Linked DNA regions of Mus musculus: region 1 is linked to region 2. The links are chromatin contacts, called in public Hi-C maps. All regions are on one chromosome and are shown on one strand. Each heading gives the region's core, a stretch centred on a gene start, on an enhancer-like site or on the middle of the called end of the contact. The rest is flanking DNA. Distances are from core to core; before and after follow the strand shown. Region 1 has its middle 8.2 kb from the start of Gm41405. Region 2 holds the start of Krt2 (keratin 2).

Evidence for each region. Hi-C and Micro-C count contacts between places; a contact is called where the count stands out from the background.
Region 1: a Hi-C map of embryonic stem cells shows a contact between it and region 2, with 1.7 times the contacts expected there. The contact joins the enhancer-like site here to the promoter of Krt2 in region 2. A contact is called at or near these places in 4 of 39 promoter capture datasets (the SN4741 cell line, liver and pre-B cells), 1 of 484 Hi-C or Micro-C datasets (embryonic stem cells), 1 of 115 datasets of contacts at active chromatin or transcription factors (embryonic stem cells) and 1 of 9 other capture datasets (pancreatic islet).

The regions. Positions count from the first base shown.
Region 1 is chr15:102,050,777-102,056,317 of GRCm38.p6, forward strand. No RefSeq gene overlaps it. Among named protein-coding and RNA genes, the nearest start is that of Gm41405, 8.2 kb to the left of the region's middle. Within about 2 kb of position 1,460, at least 147 of the 459 cell types and tissues checked have an H3K27ac peak or open chromatin away from gene starts, as enhancers often do. A contact at or near this core is called in embryonic stem cells and pancreatic islet, where this site is marked.
Region 2 is chr15:101,816,279-101,821,285 of GRCm38.p6, forward strand. It overlaps Krt2 (keratin 2), which reads right to left and starts at 1,891. Exons shown (of 9, transcript NM_010668.2): 1 at 1,176-1,891; 2 at 33-247. The coding sequence starts at 1,823.

The DNA of each region.
Region 1 (5,541 bases), core at 210-2,709, 230 kb after region 2:
GCAGCCATCTTGGGCTATTTACTTACAGGTTGGAACTTTTCCACCCTGACGAGAGACTTGTTTTCCTAGCATGATGTTTTTGCAAGAAGCCCACCACACGCTGATAACATCTTGGTTTTCTCCTACACATCCTGGACCTGTGGTTACGTGTCTCCAGCTGCACTCCCTGACTTATGCTTATATGCCCATAGTTGCCTTTCAATAAAAAGACTTGAGACTTGATCAGATAGCCTGTCTTGTCTCCATTCTTCCAGTCTCTTGTTCCTCAGTCCCCACTCTCTCTCTCTCTTGCAGACACCATTGACTGACCTGCGGACCAAGAAACCGCAAGTTAAGAGCATTCGTATCAACATTCCAGAGGACCTGAGTTAGATTCCGAGCACCCACCTCAAGTGGCTCACAACTGCTTGTAACTCCAGCTCCAGAGCATCTGAGGTCCTCCATGGACACACACACACACATACACACACACACACACGGACACGGACACGGACACGGACACACACATGTGACACACACATATAAACACATATACTCATATACAAGATGGCTCAACAAAGGTGACTAGTCCCAAGTCTGACAACCTAAGCTCCCTCCAGGGACCCTCGTAGTGGATAGATTCCCAACTGCTCAAGTTTGTCCTCTGACCTCTATACATGCACCAAGGCCTATGTACACAGACACACACACACACACAAATAGATAAATGTAATTTAAAATGTTTAATAGTAAAAATGAAAATATATAAAGATTTTGTATTTATCACATACCCCCAGCTTGTGAGGCTCGAACTTACAGACTTTGTCAAACTATAACAGAATTTGTGTTTGAGACAGGATAGCTTGCTCCCTAGGCTGGCCTTGAACTGGCTATGTTACCAAGGAGGACCCAGAACCTATCCTCCTGGTTGCGCATGCTGGGGGTGGGAGGATGGGATTTTCATTCGTGTGCCACAAGATTGATTTAAAAACAAAAAACAAACAAACAAACAAAAAAACCCGACCCTTACATGAGCACGCACTCCAAAATTATTTAATTCTTCTTTGGGTAATTATGATAACAAAGAGCTCCCACGAACTTTTCTTGGGAAATTGGTGTGGGGTTGTTGGAGCGCAAGACTCGAAGGTTCTCTCCAGTCCAAGAGCTATCTGGAAATCAGAAGATCCTTCCAGCTAGGGACTGTCGGGAAGCGAAGAAAGGAGGCGCAGAAAATGTGCCCCGAATTCCAATAGACTCAATGAGACCAGGAGCCTGGAGTTGCTGAGCTGCGGCAGCGGGGGGGGGGGGGGGGCGCGGGGGGGAGCGCGGGGGGGCATTTGGATCACGGCATCCATGCGCCACCTTCTGACTACAGAGCATGCGCAGCTGAGCCGGGAGGCAACCCGCCCACCATGCACCCCGTACCCAGAGTCCCAGGACGCGGTGAGGCAAAGGGAGGGCAGGCAGAAACGCGGCTTCCCCACGCGGTTTGGGTCGGGACTGACTGAGCATGGCGCAGAGCCCAGGCTGCTCTTTAAGCAGGTGCGCCCTTCCAGCCCCGCGGCCTCACTCCAGCTCAGCTTGGGTTCAGCACCTTTCTTATCGATCATTTTGGCAGTGGCTCCCACCTGGGCACAAGCCCGTTTTCTCTTCCAGTTCCTCGTTGCCCCTCAGCGGCGCCCAGCCAAGAGTGGGGCTAGTGAGAGGTAATCCCATCACTTCCACGTGTAACCCCAGCACTTCAGACAGACAAGTAAATCTCAAGAGCTGCCTGGCCACCCAGCCTAGTCAGGCAGCTCCAGACCCTGTCTCAGGAAACAAACAAAACAAAACAAAAAGCAAGTGAATGGGCTAGAGAGATGGCTTTGCTTGGTGGTTTTGAGCACTTCTTGCTCTAGCAGAGGATCCAGGCCTTAACCCCAGCACCCACAACTTTCTATAAATCCACTTCCAGGGGATCTGCCACCCTCTTCTGACCTCCATGTGGTGAACATACATACATGCAGGCAAAATATCCCTACACACAAAATAAGTCTTTAAAAAGTGGAGGAGGCGGGCTGGAGAGATGGCTTAGCGGTTAAGAGCACCAACGGCTCTTCGGAAGGTCCTGAGTTCAAATCCCAGCAACCACATGGTCTGAAGACAGCTACAGTGTACTTACATATAATAAATAAATCTGAAAAAACAAACAAACAAACAAAAAGTGGAGGAGGGTAGCAAGTCAGGCTGTGGTTGCTCATGCCTTTAATCCCAGTACTCAAGAGACAAGGCAGGCGGATCTCTGTGAGTTTGAGGCCAGCCTGGTCTACAGAGCGAGGTCTAAGACAGCCAGGACTACACAGGGAAACCCTGTCTCAAAAAAACAAAAACACAAAAAGAGAACATTGACTCCTAGGGAACAAAATTTGAGATTGATCTCTGGCCTCCATATAAACATGCATACAGGGCTGGAGAGATGGCTCAACGGGTAAGAGCATTGACTGCCCTTCCAGAGGTCCTGAGTTCAAGTCCCAGCAACCATGTGGTGATCCACAACCATCTGTAATGAAATCTGACGCCCTTTTCTGGTTTGTCTGAAGACAACTACAGTGTACTTACATATAATAAATAAATAAATCCTTTTTTAATTACTTTTTTTGGTAAAATGCATAGAAAAAAGTAAGGTATATCAGGTGAGAATATATCTTGTGTGAAAAAACAAATTATTATTCTTTTATGAAAATACATATGTGTATATTGTATATACATACATTTGTATATTTCATTTTACTTTATGTGTATGAATATTTGCCTGCATGTGTGTTTATGCACCACATGAGTGTCTGGCTCCTGATGTAAGTCAGAAGAGCGTATCAAATCCCCTGAAACTGGAGTTACAGATGGTTGTAAACCAGTATGTGGGTGCTGTGAACCAAACCCAAGCCCTCTACAAAACCAAGCCGTCCTAACCATGGAGTCATCTCTCCAGCCATAATGTTTTGTGTACTTTAATTTTAAAACATTTAGAATCCCCAGGACAGGCTGAAAGTGTAGCTCAGTGGTAGTTCTTGTCTCATGGGTTCATGGTGCTGACTTCCACCCTGGTGCAGGGGGCAGGGCAGGGGGGACGGGGCATCAACGCAGAGTGCTCAGTTCTCTCCTTTGTTAGGTCTCATCTGGATCACATAACCTGTTCTTCCTGCTGCCTCCAGCAGCACCTGTGCTGGAACGTTCTGTAATAATGGCCTCTGTGTATTCAATAGTCACCAATCATATACAGCTTTCAATGTGGCTGCATGAACAAAGAGATGATTTTGGAATGTCATTTATTTTACATTTTAAAATGCACACCAGTAGCTAGGGGGCTAATGTTCCTCACTGTATTAAGTAGTGCAGTGCACCTCAGGCTGTAAGTGTCCGTGAGCAGAGATGGGCTTGCTCAGTATCATATCCCAGACTTAGGTCATTCCAAACTGTGTTAAGTCACCAATAAATGGGACATTTTTAGTTTTGAGTGGTTTGAGGTGTGTGTGTGTGTGTGTGTGTGTGTGTGTGTGTGTGTGTGTGTCTGTATGTGTCTGTGTGTGTGTGTGTGTGTGTGTCTGTGTGTGTGTGTGTATGTCTGTGTGTGTCTGTGTGTGTCTGTGTTTGTGTAGACCAGGCTCAGGCTGATCCTCCTGCTCTGGTACTCCTCAGTCTCTGGGATTGAAAATGTCTCACTACACACACACACACACACACACACACACACACACACACACACACACACAATATGATTTCATTTTTTTTCATTTTTATTGATTATTTTATTTATTTACATTTCAAATGTTATCCCCCTTCCCAGCTTCCCCTCCACAAATCCCCATCCCCTCCCTCTCCCCTCTGCCTCTACGAAAATGTTTGTAAAAGGCACCTGTGACCTGTAGTGTCTGTCAACTTCTATAGTACAAATACTTCCACTGTGACCAATTTTCAATTGCTTTAATTACTCTAATTGAAATTTCTGGATTTAATAGTCTTCTGAAAACGTTGCATATGCGAATGAATAAATGAATATGAGTCAGACCGCCTGCTAAGAAGGGCTCTGCAGCTAAACACCCAAGGAAAAGACACAGAACGAAAGAGAGTTAAGATGTGGACCTTAGTCGGGCATGGTGGTTCCTGCCTGCAATGCCAGCACACAGGAGGCAGGAGCAGGAAAGCTTGTGATCAGCCAGGTATATAATATAAGCAAGTTCCAGGCCATCCAAGGTTATATATTGAATCCCATACCACATTCCCATCTTCAAAAAAAGAAAGTAAACAAAATGTCACCATCAATAGGCATCTTTCTAGCTTGGATTTGTTATCTGTATTTTAAGTTTAAAAGGAAGACTGTTTTACTACTTTTTAAATTTTTTATTTATTTCAAGCCGTGTGTGGCAGTGAATGCCTTTAATCCCAGCACTAGGGAGGCAAAGGCAGGCAGATCTCTCCGTTGGAGCCCAACCTTCCCTCTCTCTCTTGTTTTTGATAGGTTGGTTGGCTGGTTGATTTTTCAAGACAGAGTTTCTCTGTGTAACTTTGGCTATCTGGATCTCGCTCTGTAGACCAGGCCGGCCTGGAACTTACAGAGATCTGCCTGCCTCGACTCCTGAGTGCTGGGATCAGAGGTGTGCCCCACCTCACCCAGCTTGGTTCTTTCCTTCCACCATGCAAGTTCCAGGGATCGAGCTCAGGTTGTGAGGTTTGGCAACAGGTGCCTTTCTTTACCATAGGAATCATTTCTTCTACCTTTGTTTTGTTGTCTTTTCCTCTTACTTTACTCTCTGTGTACCGGTGTTTTGCCTCCTTGTATGCCTGTGCACCATGGGCATGCAGTGTCCACGGAAGGCAGAAGATGGCATTGGATCTCCTGGTACTGGAGTAACAGATAGTTATGAGCTGCCAAGTGGGTAGTAGCCATCAGACCTGGGCCCTCTGGAAGAATGGCTAGTACCCATAACCACTGAGCCACATCCCCAGTCTTTACTTTGGTTTTGGTTATGGGAGACAGTGTTTCTCTGTCACCCTAATTGTCTTAGAACTTTCTCTGTTAGACCAGGCCAGCCTCCAACTCTGAGATCCCCCCCCCCTCCGCCTCTGCCTCCCCAGTGCTGGAATTAAAGGTGTTTGCCACAAAGCCAGGTTTGCTTTGTTTTCTGAGGTGGGGTCTCACTATGTAGACCAGACTGGCTTTGAACACCTACCAGTCCAACTGCCTCTGCCTTCTGAGTCAAAAGATTGCAAACATGTTCCAAATGTCAGCTTCTTCTCACCTTTATAGCTCCTCTTTGACCTGACAAGAAGAACCTAATGAGAGAGTAGTTGAATTTCCTCAAGTTGTAACATCCTACTTCTCTCTACCCGAGCTTGCAGACACCCAAAAGCCTCATAGCAGGTCTCAGCATCTGTCACTGCAACCAGAGAAAAGAATCATACATTATAAAAGCTACTGAATAAATATTAACTGTCCACAAAGGTGTACTGGGGCCACAGTGACTCATGCCCACAGCCCAAGGACTTGGAAGATAGAGTGGTTTTCTAGGTATGGATATCACCTGG
Region 2 (5,007 bases), core at 641-3,140:
CATCTCCACTTGAGGTCTCCTCCGTCACCTACTTCTTCTTAAAGTCTTCCACGAGATCCTGCATGTTGTTCAGCTCTGACTCCTGTGAGGTCCTTTCTGCAGAAAGCCTGTCCACTTGCTTCTTGAGCATGCCTATGTAGGCCTGGAAGATGGGGTCCAGGTTTGTGGTGCGGCTGCCTACATCCAACTGCTGCAGGAGTTCCCATTTGGTCCGCAACACCTGGTTCTGCTGCTCCAGGAATCGCACCTACAGTGGCCAGAGGAAAAATACAGAAGTTGGACGTCACCTTTCACACCAGGGAGCCACTCTCACCCAGAGAACCTGTGCTGCTGCTCCGGGAGACGTACAAGTCACAAGACTTTACCCTCACTACCCAAGGCAGGCTGGGAGGCACCAGGCAGAGCTTCTGAGCTCCACAACATCACACATGGAAGTTCTATAGACTTCTGACACTGCCTCTGCTCCTCTCCACTCTGCACTCTCCTACTTCAGGCTCCTCCCCAGACTTGAGGCATTCCCCTCCTCCGTGCTAACATTCTTCCAAAGCCCTATAAATTCTGGACCAAGAAAAAAGCGGGCACCTGCTGTCCCAGCAGCAGATTGCATCAAATAAGAGAGTCCTGAGGACAGGCAGGGCTCCTCCCTCAGTTTTAAGAACCTTGTAAATCCTGTCTAATCCAAGGCAGAGGAACCAAGACAGCAACACCCCAAAGTGACACCAATAAAAAGTTTATGGGTCACCAAAATGAGCTGGTTCTCTGGAAGGCTAGAATTTTATTCAACCCCAAAGTTATTTCAAGTATAGATTGCTGGGATTTATTAGACTAATAACAGGAGAAACAAACTCTATCCCTTCTCGTTGTTGCTTTCCAATCCTGCTGTCACCTGACCCGACCTGTTCTGTTATTACTTGTCTATTTCAGCTTTTCTATGAGATGAGAATTTTCTATAAATAACATTTATTTGGGCTGAAAAATAAAATACAAAGAAACTGTTGAAGAAACTGTAGTCCACAAGACCAGCGTCTCTCCTACTTTGGAACTTGCAAAGTCCCCTGGCTACAGTGGCCTCATCAATGACTCTTGAGGGAGAGTCTGTCCTTTCCTTTTCAGCCAGCACAGCAAGTGCAGGATCCCAGCGTCTCATGACAGAAGGTGCGGCCTCTCCCACTCACCTTGTCAATGAAAGAGGCAAATTTGTTGTTGAGGGTTTTGATCTGCTCCCGCTCCTGAGACTTCACGTTCTGAATCTCTGGGTCTACTTTAACATCAAGAGGCTGCAAGAGGCTCTGATTGACAGACACTTCATGGATACCTCCACCAGGGAATCCTCCAGGGCCCCCAAAACCTCCAGGGCCACCTCCAAATCGGCCTCCGCCAAAACTGCCTCCGCCAAATCCACCACCTCCGAAGCCGCTGCCACCTCCAAAGCGGCTGCCACCTCCAAATCCTTGGCCTCCTCCAAAGCCAGAGCCACCTCCGAAGCCACCGCTGCCTCCAAATCCTTGGCCACCTCCAAATCCTCGGCCTCCTCCAAAGCCACTGCTGCCTCCAAAGCTGCTGCCACCGTAGCCACCACTGTTGCCAGCCACGCTACTAGAGATGCTCTTGTACCCGCCGAGGCCAACAAGACTCTGACTACCAAAGCCACCTCCACCAGAGCCTCCTCTGCCACCACCGTGGCGGCTTATGCAGGAGAAGCTGGTATTTGATCTCCGGCTCCCTCCAGAGACCACAGCTGAACCGCTACTGAAGCCCCTGAATCCGCCGCCTCCGCCGCCGCCTCCTCCTCTTCGGGACCTGCAGGAGATCTGGCAACTCATGATGTTTTTGCTCAGCAAGACGAGTGAATATTCCTGAGCAGATCCGAGGCTGGAGACCAAAGTGTGCTGTCGGGAGACTCACAGGGTCCCTTATATACCTGCCAACTAGGTGTTGGTGAGCTTGGGTGTGGGCCCACTTACGCATGGGTTTGGTCTGCCTGGAAGCTATTCTTGGTGAGTGATTATCAACCTAATGGCCATTAAAACATCTACTAATCAGCTCCAATCCAGAACCTGCTTTGATTTGCGAACGGCTCCTGTTTATCTGTGCATCTGTCATGCAATTTGATTTTTGTAAAATCATCAGAAGAGGAGATTAGTCTTTGGGTTTCCCAACTTGGAAAAAAAATGTCCTGAAGAGTACACTGCTCCCTGTTATGGACCGACCCATGGGAAGCTGGCCACCACCCAGGCCTGTGTGGGCTTCCCATCTAGCTTGCCAGGGAACGGAGGTCTGGCTTGATACTCTGAGAGCATTCACTCCAAACTTCCAGCTCTCTTGCCTCCATGTGGCCCAGGAAGGGGGGCGGGGGGGGCATTATATACCATGACTATGGTGGAGGGACCAGCCTGTGCTTACAGAGAGAAGCTGGCCTCCGACGCTGCAATGTTGCAGCCATTTATCGAACTATCTAAGCTCCTTTCCTTCCAGGCCACATCAAACATACACATAGCCAACCCCTGGGGAGGGGATCATATTGAGTCCTGTCACCAGGAACTTTTATCACCATCAATTCCATTGGGGGTTCAAAGAACAAAGGGAAGAGTTCTTTCCTGAAGTCTGTATGACTCAGGGTACATGTGAACGTGTTGCTTTGAGATCCAAGTGTGGATGGACTGTTGCTCAGAAACCATGCACTGCCTTGTGATTCTGAAGGCATTAAGAAGGCAGGCTCTTCACTGACTTTCAAAGACCGGTGAGCTTGGGAAACCCCAGACAGTCTATCCAAAGTTGCCAGCCACACAGAACACTCATTAACACCAAATCCAGACACGGTTTCTCCTGACAAGATGGCTATGCATATAAGACAGACGCTGTGGAGAAATAGAAGCAACTCAAAGTCAGAGACTCTGGATTTAAATCTTAATTTTGCCATCGTTCTGGCTGTATGACCTTGGATGAAACTTTGAGTCTTTGTTTGCCTTAGCTATGGGGTAGGAAACTGGTATGTAATGTCTTTTGTTTTGGTTTGTTTTTTTTTTTTGTTTTTGTTTTTATTTTTTGAGACAGGGTTTCTCTGTATAGCCCTGGCTGTCCTGGAACTCACTCTGTAGACCAGGCTGGCCTCAAACTCAGAAATCCTCCTGCCTCTGTCTCCCAAGTGCTGGGATTAAAGTCATGTGCCACCATTGCCCAGCATGTAATGTCTTGATAACCATGCTGTCGTAAACATTAAATGATGTTATTTTGAGTGAGACAAAGATATTTTCCTTTCCTTTCAACCTTGGTGCGCTAGTCTCTCTTCTAATGGCCTAGCTCATACTTTCGTCATGACAGAGAGAAATGGTGCTGGAAACTCATGTTGTTCTGTGAGCTTCAGTTGCTCAGTTTCCTCATCTATCAAAAAGTAAGGGGAGGACAAAGAAAAGAAGAAGAGGAGGAGGAGGAATGGAAGGAGAAGGAAGAGGAATTGAGGAAGAAGGGGGAGAAGGAGTAGAAGGGAAAGACGAAGAAGAGGAGGGGGAGGTAGAGGAGGAGGAGGAGGAGGAGGAGGAGGAGGAGGAGGAGGAGGAGGAGGAGGAGAAGAAGAAGAAGAAGAAGAAGAAGAAGAAGAAGAAGAAGAAGAAGAAGAAGAAGAAGAAGAAGAAGAAAAGGAAGAAGAAGAAAAGGAAGAAGAAGAAGAAGAAGAAGAAGAAGAAGAAGAAGAAGAAGAAGAAGAAGAAGAAGAAGAAGAAGAAGAAGAAGAAGAAGAAGAAGAAAAGGAAGAAGAAGAAAAGGAAGAAGAAGAAGAAGAAAATGTGCATGTACCAGAGTACAAGACATGGTTACTAGTTCATAACTGAAACCCAATGGATTTTATTCACCTCCTGGTTTTCCCGCTTCTCAGCCTTGTGTGGTAACTATACAGCAGGGGTGGGAACAGAGATAAGAAGTGGGGAACTCCTGGAGCTATTTCATTTGCTGTAGAAAAATGCTGAACAAAGCAGTCCAAGAGTCTCCTCAATTTTTTTCCAAACCAGGTTATATAATTACAATCATGCAAATATACTATAAATCTAAAAGCTCTGGAGTCTCAATCCAAAGCCAAATGTGTCATTATCTATGGATATCTAAGCAACGCCCTAATTGTCCATTACTCCACTCTGACTCTGCCTGGGCCGTGCCAGCTTCAGAGGGGTCCGAAGTGAAGAAAGGGAGCGACCATTTAGTGAGTGTTTCTGCCTCCTGGTTTTGTGGTCGACATGAACATTTTAATTTTGTCCTCACCAATCTTGCGGCTCTCTCAGCCGAGCACCTGAGTCTCTGGTGTGTGAAAACCAACTGGAAGGACACTCCTTCTCCTCTACTGAAGTGTGGCGGTTAGAACCATTGGAACTTGGATATTGCCTAAGATTTTATTTCTATGTAGGTTTTTTAATTTCACATTTAAAAAAAACAAGAACTTTAATGCTCTTTTTAAAATAAAATGGTTTGCATTCTTTGAAGGGGTGAATCTTGGTCTGGCCGTGGTTTTGATGTTTATGCCCATGGGAACCATTGTCCCAGGTAGTCACTGTGCCGTGAGGACATTAACCTACTGGTGGAAATGACAGCTCTTGTCCCTCGGAACGAACTCTTTCCACTGGGTTCCTTTTTTCAATAAGCTGCCAGCAAGCCCAAGTTTCTGATATTTCTCATGGGTTTGCAGAAGGCTGTCTGTGGGCCAGTGGAACAACACTAAACCCTCAGGGATAAGTGGAGGGGAAGTCGGTTCTTTAGCCCACAGAAAACAGTCTAAGCCAGGTGTGACAGCAGAGAGAAGTCTCACACTCCACATCCCCTTAGCAGCAAGTCCCTGTCCCTTATAGCCTCCCCAGCACAGCCTTCCTTATGTTATAATGAACTTGCCCCTAGACTTCCTCACAGGAGAACCAAGATCATACTCACCTTTACCAGAAACCTCCAGAACCCCAGAAATAAGCCTGTAACCACAACTCGTTCCTAGAGTTTGGTTTGGGACTGCAGACTGGCCCTGGTGTAGGA